Linked DNA regions of Mus musculus: all the other regions are linked to region 1. Evidence: chromatin contacts called from public ChIA-PET and HiChIP or PLAC-seq data. All regions are on one chromosome and are shown on one strand. The core of a region is the stretch at or near the end of the contact, and the rest is flanking DNA. Distances in the headings are between cores, read along the strand shown.

Region 1 (2,991 bases), core at 275-2,774:
TTTGCATAGATTGTCATCAAGCTATTTCTGCTCAAGTCTTGTCTGCCTCCTGCCTCTCCCAAATTAGAATCCAGTTTGAGTACGTTTTAGCTTAATGACTCCTGAAGCTGAATGTCTGGGTTAACAGCCCTTCTAGTTCTCAGAGTTGCAGGGGCTTTGAATAGACATGTCCCCTGGAGACACCATGTTGATGGCTTGCCGCAGGCTTGCTTCATCACTTCAGTGACTGGCCTGAGGCTGTGGCGCTGGGCTTTGTCCTTTTTCTTTCACAATGGTGAAGGGAGAGCCTTTCCCGAGGCAGCCAACATGTCAGGAGTTCTAGAAATGATACCGATTCTACAGAGCTGCTCTCCTCTCTCTGCCTGCTGGTTTCTAGTCTGGGCAACCTCTATCTAACCAAAGTCAGTTTTTGTTCTGTGGTGATAGCTAAATTCAGTTTGTAGTTTTATATACTCTGACTTCATTCATCATTTAAACACATCTGTAATTCAGTTTTATCGTTTTATATACTGACTTAATTCATTCATCATTTAAACACATCTGTGAATTTGTTTATTGGTGTAATAGTATTTTTAAACTTTCCAGTTCATTGGCAGGCTTTGAAATAAGCTGTCATTTGAAGGTTTCTCTATCAGTCAAGAGAAAACAAACATGTAGTCATGTGAACAAGGAAAAGAAGCCTGAAGAGTCAGTGTAGCAAGGGTTAGAGTAGGAAGATGAGCTCCCTGTAAGAGGCCACATCACTGGGAAGGACATGGCAAAAAAAGTCAATGAGGTGTCTGCCATGTGGACCCAACCTGCCAGAAAGTTACAGTCCACCATGAAAGCAGTTCCTGGGAGTCCCACATGTGTGCTTAACAGGAGCCTGCCTTGGAGCACCAGTTGGGAGGTATAAACTTTCCTCTCCGCTTCTCTCCAGCTCCCTCTGCCAGAGAAGTTGGACCTCATGCCAGCTGGTGAGGGAAAGTAGTTAAACGTCACAGATCCATTTGCACAAAGCAGGCAGGAGGCAGAAGTTGGCATTATAGGTAGTAAATGAATAACCAGCCAGTTCCTACCTCAGCAGCAGGAAGTGCTGGTCATGGGTATATAGTGCATGTTGTCAGATTTCCCAGCGAGCAGTGAGATTCTGTCATTGTTAGTAACTGAACACTGTAGCATACACAGCAAGATGAGCCAGCAGAGTACTGACTCTCAAAAATTAGTTGGGGTTTCCTTTGTATTACTAGGTGTTGTGCTATACAAATTTAATCACTCAGGAGGCAGAGACAGGGCTCTCTGTGACTCCCACCTTGGGGCTGTTGCTAACATTGGTTTTCTTTAGGATTCTTAAGTTACATGTGATAGAAAATAACAATTTAGGGAAGAACAAAAACTGACTTTGGTTAGATAGAGGTTGCCCAGACTAGAAACCAGCAGCAACCCAGAAGTCCTGTGCAGCTACCCCTGGTGGACAGGGGACAGACATCCTGCAATGCAGGTGTGTTCCCTGCCGGCTGCTGCCTCCCTTCCATCCTAACAGCCTGATGTAGCTCAAGCTTTTCTCTCTCCCTTAGAGGGCAGGCTTGTGCACTAGGCTCAAGTCTGCGTTCTGGACTTAGGCCACGCCCCTACAGGTGGAGTTCAGCCTTGTGTTTCTTGGTTTCTTTTTCTCTAAGTTGCCTTCATTTTGGGATCTCTGGCTGAGAGCACAGCTTCTAGCCGCTAGTTCTAGATATTCGTGTGTCAAGCCATCCCTGAGCCCAAGCACTGTCGTCCAGGTAACGCGCTGCCTGTGGATTAGCCACACCCAGAATGCTTCACTGAAGCTACTGTGCTTCAGAGACTTTGAATTGAAGGGGCTCTGTGAGGGAAATAGAGGTGCAGTTCCCAGTTCGGAAGGAAAGGGTGTGGTGTGTGTAGGTGATCACCATAGTTTACAGAGGAAAGCCTGCAAAAATGAAAGGCAGATTTCTGAGGCCAGCCTGGTCTACAAAGTGATTTCCAGGGCAGCCAGGGCTATACAGAGAAACAAACAAAAGCTACACAACAGATGACAGGAGACAAGCCTCAGAAAGATGTGTGTCTTAGGAAGGCAGTAGGGGGCATTGTTTCTAAAGTCAGATAAACTGAGAATTGCTGCTGGGATCTGTCTTGCCTTAGTAGTAACTCTTAACAAGTGAATCTTGAATCTGAAGCCCTCTTAAACCAGGTGGCAGTAAGACAGGCTTTCTTTGGAAAGCTGGAGACCACTGTTCAAATCTCTGACTCTTCTTCATGTTCCAAAGTAAAAGTCACAGTTGTTTCTAGACCATTCCATTCTGTGGGCACAGGCTCTAGGTTGAGCCCTGCACTCCTGGGCTCTGGTCTAGCTGGGGCTGCCTGGCTTGGCTCGGGGAGTGGGTGTGACCCTTGGAGGGTGTTGACCTTGCACTGCTGTGCAGTTGAACCAGAGGTAAGCCCACCCTGTGACAGTTGCTACCAGAGCTGGGAGAATTCCTTTCTTGGATGAACACCACCCCCCAGCCCCCAGGCATCACACCATCCCAGCTAGCTCCTGGGATCCCCCCTTCTACTGAGAAAACTGGTTTCTGTCCACTTTAGCTGCCTGGGCCATCTTTACTACAACACAGCTCTGAGGGCGACGTAGACCCCGGTCAAAACTTGAGAAAAGATAGAGATGAGAAAGCCGCCTTCACACAGGTTGAATTCCTAACTCTCAGCTGCTCTTTCGAAAGTCCTCATAATTGTGCTTACTCCTGCTTATATTCTGTATTTTATTACACTTTGTCTAGTGTCATTGTAAGTCAGCAAGAGAGTCTGTAGTGGGTGCTCTCTCTCTCTCTCTCTCTGGTCAGCCTCAGAAGTCCTAACTCACTGTATGTTTTATGAGTAACAGGTTTGTGAGCCTGGTGGCTTGCAGCAGTACCTACCTATCTAGTGGTTCATACCCTCTGAGTATTAGGGAGCTACAGTCAGGGCAGGGTTGGGTTTTTTCCTGAAGGCTCTTTT
Region 2 (2,991 bases), core at 369-2,868, 440 kb before region 1:
TCCTAACACAAGTGTGGGGAACATGGCTTCGCCCAGCACCAAGCAACCCCCTCATTCTAGAGGACTCCGCTGTCCTGTTACTCGGGCCAGCTCGGATGTCTCCAGGCAATGTAGTTCCCAAGGGTTGGCCTCCGTTCCTTAAGACTGCCCTTCCTTGGGTACCACTCAGCAAGTCTGGTCTTCTGGAAATTCTGACTCATGAGCTGTGAACTGGGGAGACTTTTTAGGGTTTGGTCTTTACTGGAGCAGCTCATACAAAGCAGGGGGCTTTCCGATGTGCCTGTCAGTGTATCAGGGGGACTGGCTAGGTTTATTCTTATGTGTTTGTGTCTATGTGTGTCTGTGCATATCTGTGTATGTGTCTGTGTGTACCTGTGTCTATGTATGTCTGTGTGTGTATATGTGTGTCTCTGTGTGTGAACGCGTGTGTCTGTGTCTATTTGCTAGTGTGTGTGTCTGTGTGCTTATGTGTCTGTGTGTGACTGTGTATCTGTATGTGTCTGTGTGTGTTGTCTATGTGTGTCTGTGTGTATATATATGTGTTTGTGAGTGTGTGTGAACATGTATATCTGTTTGTGTGTGTCTGTGTGTCTGTTTGCTAGTGTATGTCTGTGTGCTTGTATGTGTGTATGTGTTCTTCTGTGTGTGAAGGTAAGTCTCTGTGTGTTTTTGTGTGTGTCTGTGTCTGCTAGTGTGTGTGTCTGTGTGCTTATGTGTGTGACTGTGTGTTTGTATGTGTCTGTGTGTCTGCTTGTCTGTGTCTGTGGGTGGGACTGCAGGTGCTCAGAGGATAGAGTCTCTTGGGGCTAGAATTTTATATAGGTGGTTGTGAGCTGCCAGCCAAACCCAGTTTTGCAGGAGTTGTCCAGACTGAGCCATTTTTCCAGCCCCTCAGCAAGGCTTCTTTGAACACTAGAAATGAACTGGACACAGGGGAAGTTTGAAAGGCACCGGAGCATGGGACCTGAGGCGAGCCGAACTCTCTGAGCACGGATGAATCAAGTCCTCTTCCTGTGTTCCCCTTCCTGTGTGCCCTTGTGCTGTGTCATGGAGACCACCATGTGTGACAGTGACAGCTTTAGTCATCCTCCGGGATCAATAAACCCTGTCGGTGTTTAGTAACACTTGCTGATCGGTGAGAATTTTCACAACAGTTGTGGTAGCTCACACTTATGACCCCAGCACTCAGGAGTCTGAGGCATAAAGATTAACAAGAGTTTGAGACCAGTGTAGGATACACAGGAAGTTCAAGGTCTTCCTGGGCTTCATAGAAGACCATGTCTCGGGCTGGAGAGATGGCTCAGTGGTCAAGTGCACTGGTTTCCCTTGAAGGTGACCTGGGCTCAGTTCCTAGCACACATGTGGTGACTCACAATTATTGGTAAATCCAGTTCCAGGAGATCCGATGCCCACTTCTGACCTCACAGGCACTGAGTATGCACGTACATGCTGTATAGATATTAATGGAGGCAAAGTGCTCATGTGTGAAACAAAAATGAATAAATATAAAAAATTTAGGTCTCAAAAATAAAACAAATGGGCAACACGCACACACACACACACACCACGGCCTTTATATAAGTTGCAGTTAAGATCGCTGATATCATATCTGTTTCCTGGCCAGGCCCTGACTAAGCCACCAAGTCAGTAGGAGGAAGGAAGTAATGATGATAAAGGCAGAAATCAAGGAAATGGAAAAAGAGAAAAAATAAGGTCATTCTTTGTTTCTCTAAGACGATATGGAGCGACAATTCTCAACTAGATTGCCGAGCTGGAGGAGGAAAGTCCAAACAGGGGTGGTCAGGGTCGGCGGTGAGGCGGTACCCTGCGAAGTGCCGTAGGTAGAACTGAGCCTGCTGGTAGACACCTTTACTCCCAGCACTCAGAAGCAGAGACAGGTGGATCTGAGTTCTGAGCCAGCCTGGGCTACTTTTCAAGATAAAATTTATCGAGCCAGGTGTATGGAATCCCTCTCGGGAACTGAGGTAGGAAGATTGAGAGTTTGAAGCTAGCCTGTCTCAAGGGGGAAAAAAAAGGATAACCAAAGACAACATTAAAGAAGGTTAAGAAGAAGCCAGAATAGCATTCTGTCTATGATATTTAACTGTGCCGGGCGATGACGCCTCACACCTTTAATCCCAGCAATCAAGAGGCAGAGGCGGGTGGATCTCTGAGTTCGAGGCCAGCCTGGTGTACATAGTGGGTTCTGGAACAGCCAGAGAAGCCCTGTGTGGTGGTTTGAATAGGTGTGGCCCCCACAGACGCATGTATTTGTACACTTAGCCCATGGAGACTGACACAGTTAAGGGATGTGGCCTTGTTAGAGTAGGTGTGGCCTTGATGAAAGAAGTGTGTCACTGTGGGGGTGGGCTTTAAGATCTCTTAGGATTAAGCTCTGCTCAGTGTGGAGCGCAGCTTCTCCTTGCTGCCTGCTCAACTCTCTGCTCCTCCAGCGCCATGTCGGCCTGCACATTGTCATGCTTCCCGCCATGATGATAATGGACTAAACCTCTGAAACTGTAAACCAGCCCCGATGAAATGTTTTCTTTTGTAAGAGTGGCCTTGTTCATGGTGTCTCTTCACAGCAATGAAACCCTAAGACACCCTGTCTTGAAAACCTTAATTCATTAATTTACAGCCAGATGAGGTGGCCCAGACTTTAATCTCTTAGCTGAGGAGTCAGAGGCAGGGCCAGAGGCAGGAGGATTCCCTTGGCTTTCTGACCAGTCTCATCAAGTGAACTCCAGACTCAGTGGAGAGCCACTGAGGAGGACACCTGATATCTTCCACACACAAAAGGGGCAGATAAAATGGCTCAACAGGTGCCGGGCGTGATGGTGAACACCTTTAATCCCAGCACTCGGGAGGCAGAGGCAGGCGGATTTCCGAGTTCGAGGCCAGCCTGGTCTACAAAGTGAGTTCCAGGACAGCCAGGACTATACAGAGAAACCCTGTCTCGAAGAACCAAAAAAAAAAAAAAAAAAAAAAAAA
Region 3 (2,991 bases), core at 196-2,695, 340 kb before region 1:
GATGAGCATTTGTCTATCTGTCACCTCTCCATCCGTTCATCCATCTACCCACTTGTCTGTCCATCCATTCACCTGTCTGACCATCCATCTACCCACCTGTCCGTCTGTCTGTCCCATCCATCCATCTATTCATCCATCTATCCGTCCATCTACCCGTGTCTGTCCATCTACCCATTCGTCCATCCACCCATCCATCCATCCATCCATCCAACCACCCATCTGTCTATCCACCTATCCATCCATCCGTTGTCCATTTGTCAGTCTGCCTGCCCACCCATCCTTACTCTCTGTTCAGGCAGCATTACATGACACTGCTTGGTCATTCATTTCAACAGTGCGTCATAGGCTGCCCTGAGGCATTTGCTCTACTTGGTTGGTTGCTTCTCCTTAGAGAACTAGGTCATGGTGTGAGGATCTTTCAACATACACTGGTGCCGAGGGATTCGTGTTCCCTGGTGGATGGCTAGAATTCTTGGGTTTCAGGATCTCCCCAGGACAGGGATCTGTAGCTGCAAGAGTGAGTGGCTCATCTCAGTTCTTCTGCCTGTCCTTGTTGGACTCCATAATACAGTCACAGGTTTCTTCTTCCTTAAGGTCCTGTGGTCACGCCCTCTTGCACCAGCCAGGACCAGCTTCTCTCTACCTGGCCCTTAAGACCCTGCCTTCAGTCTCGTCCTGTCCCATGTCATGCCCTGACCCCCACCCCCACCACAACAAAGTGAATGGGGCACCCGGAAGCCTTTGGCAGTATCAGCTGACCTAGGCAGAAAAGATCTGTATCTCTGGGGTCAGGCCTTTGTCCACGGGATTTCTGGCGGCAGGGGGTAGGAGGGTAGAGGGGTAGGGCGGGGTGTCTACTTTTTGTTATTTCAAATGATTTCATAAGTTGGGGGAACCTTTGACCATGTTTCACCCACCCCAAGCTCTGGTGTATGTCAGCAGCTGACAGCAGCTGATAGGACAGGGGTCAAGGGATTGGGAAGCAGCTCTGTCGCCTCCCCCCCCTTAGGGGACATCCCTGATAAGAGGAAATTCTTGTAATAAATGGCCAGTGTCCACAGTGGGGTGATGGAGTGGCCTCTCTCCCACCCCCTTCTTTCTCCATAGACATTTGTCAAGAGCAAAGGGAATCTGTGGCCCAGCAGCCTCGATGGCCCCTGCTGCAGTAGGACATGCCAGTGGCGTCCTGGGTAGGGCTGGATCTTCAGGTGCAGCTGTTGCTGTTGGAGATTCCTGGGGGTGGGCAGAGTCAGGGCTGCCTTCCCCGATGCTGCTATGTAATAGATGACCCCAAGGATGGGCCCAAGCAGGGTGGTCAGTGGACCCCGGAACCGGAACCGTATTTAAATCCCTGACCCAGAACTTTGGAGGGCTCTGCAGAGGCCTTAGTGTGCTGTTGGAAATCTGCTGTGGCTTTTGAGGAAATGAATGAGAAGGGCTTGCAGGTTGCAGCCTGCCCTGAGCAAAGGTTGATGTCTCAATAGGCCCAGCCTAGTGAGAAACTGCTAGCTGTAAATGAAGAACAGAAGGGGTCTCCTCGAGGGGGGTGGGGCGCCCCTGGACTTGGTCCAAGTTTGCCTCTGTGGATTGGGGCCAATTGAAACCACGTTGGCAGAAGTACAGGGCTCCTTGAGAGTCCTCCCTACAATAGAGGGGAGGTTGGGTGAGGGAAGCTTGGCAAACAGCCAAAGCAGGGACCCTACTCCCTTCTTTGGGATGCCTAGGGCCCCTGCCTCTGCACACCTCCCCACCCTGCCCTCATCGAAGGAAAGGAGGAGTGGATGGGATGAAGTCTCAAACTTCTCTGTCCGTCCCAGGCCCTTATCGGACGCAAGGTCACAAGCATCTCCCAGCAGAGAGCAGCTTGCGGAAACCACATCAGGGCAGTGTTAAGTCCCCTCTTGGAACTTGGACTGGGGAAGGCACTCCAGCTGGGAGAGGTGGGAAGCGCTCCCTTTGCAAATCCCTCTCTACTGAGGCCAAAGCCAAGGCCAAGCCTTTGTGTTGGGTTTCCAAGTGGGGGTCCGGGGGCGGTGCAGGAGGAGTCTCAGATTTCTGGCATCCATGCTTTTAACCAGACTCCAAGGAGACACTTCCTGCCCCAAACAAAGTGTGAAGTGTAATTCGATTTGACTTACTTATCAAATTAGATGAGCCATGTGCACTTTTAAAAAGTTCGGCTTTTGAAACCGGGCACATGAATTTGCAAGATTTGATCATTTATATGCAGTTTCCATCTTTGGAACAGGACAGGGAGCCTCTTGTGACATTTATGGGGAGCGCAGGGTCCTCCGGTGAGTCAGCAGGGGCCAGGGCACTGTGAAGGCAGGGTGAAGAAGATGGGGGAAGTCCCAGCTCCCCAGAAAGCAGCCTTCCACATCTCTGCCCACCCATGTGCTGACAACCTGGGTCGAGCCGCCCAGGGAGTCAGCTGCTAGAGCCTTGACCCCTCTAACGTGGGCTCCTCAGACTTATGTCCCATGCTCCTTGACTCTGTATCCCTCCTGCATTTGTCCATCTCTCCAGCCACAGAAGCTGCTGATCTAGATCATCTGTGTGGTGTGTGTGTGTGTGTGTGTGTGTGTGTGTGTGTCCATACGTGTGTGTGCGCAGATGTACAAGCAGGTGGAAACCAGAGGAATATGCTGACCTTCGTCAATCACCTTTTTTTGTGTGACAGGGTCTCTCACTGAAGGTCTGTCAGTTCAGCTTCTGGAATGCCTCTCTGTTTCCACAGCCTCCAGCTCTGGCACATAGAGTCATCATTGGCTCTTACAGGAGTACTGGGGATTTGAACTCGGGTCCTCAGTAATTCCATAACAAGTGTTTTTATCCACTGAGCCATTCTCCCAGCCTCAAGTCCTCACTTTTTTGTGGCGTAACATTCCTGTATCGGGGAGTCTGTGGGGGTTTGTCGTGGCTCCATTTAAAATCTTACTCTGTAAAGCTTCCTCCGTGCACCTGCCTGAGCCTGCCCTTTCACCCACTGGT

Evidence for each region. ChIA-PET counts read pairs in DNA pulled down with a chosen protein or histone mark. HiChIP or PLAC-seq counts read pairs in DNA pulled down with a chosen protein or histone mark.
Region 2: a contact with region 1 is called in an RNA polymerase II ChIA-PET map of memory CD8 T cells, with 5 read pairs. The contact joins two enhancer-like sites. A contact is called at or near these places in 1 of 15 datasets of contacts at CTCF or cohesin (large pre-B cells), 4 of 484 Hi-C or Micro-C datasets (B cells, the HPC-7 cell line, cerebral cortex and 1 more) and 2 of 115 datasets of contacts at active chromatin or transcription factors (fibro-adipogenic progenitors and memory CD8 T cells).
Region 3: a contact with region 1 is called in an H3K27ac HiChIP or PLAC-seq map of embryonic stem cells, with 6 read pairs. The contact joins two enhancer-like sites. A contact is called at or near these places in 3 of 115 datasets of contacts at active chromatin or transcription factors (embryonic basal ganglia, embryonic stem cells and memory CD8 T cells) and 1 of 9 other capture datasets (pancreatic islet).

What each region holds. Positions count from the first base shown.
Region 1 is chr11:117,684,632-117,687,622 of GRCm38.p6, forward strand. The region is part of intron 1 of Tnrc6c (trinucleotide repeat containing 6C); the gene reads left to right. Among named protein-coding and RNA genes, the nearest start is that of Tnrc6c, 32 kb to the left of the region's middle. Within about 2 kb of position 1,525, at least 122 of the 459 cell types and tissues checked have an H3K27ac peak or open chromatin away from gene starts, as enhancers often do. A contact at or near this core is called in embryonic stem cells and memory CD8 T cells, where this site is marked.
Region 2 is chr11:117,241,348-117,244,338 of GRCm38.p6, forward strand. It overlaps a transcript of Septin9 not described here. Among named protein-coding and RNA genes, the nearest start is that of Gm39478, 23 kb to the right of the region's middle. Within about 2 kb of position 1,619, at least 54 of the 459 cell types and tissues checked have an H3K27ac peak or open chromatin away from gene starts, as enhancers often do. A contact at or near this core is called in memory CD8 T cells, where this site is marked.
Region 3 is chr11:117,343,631-117,346,621 of GRCm38.p6, forward strand. The region is part of intron 2 of Septin9 (septin 9); the gene reads left to right. Among named protein-coding and RNA genes, the nearest start is that of Gm51932, 9.5 kb to the left of the region's middle. RefSeq lists an enhancer at 1-2,991. Within about 2 kb of position 1,446, at least 83 of the 459 cell types and tissues checked have an H3K27ac peak or open chromatin away from gene starts, as enhancers often do. A contact at or near this core is called in embryonic stem cells and memory CD8 T cells, where this site is marked.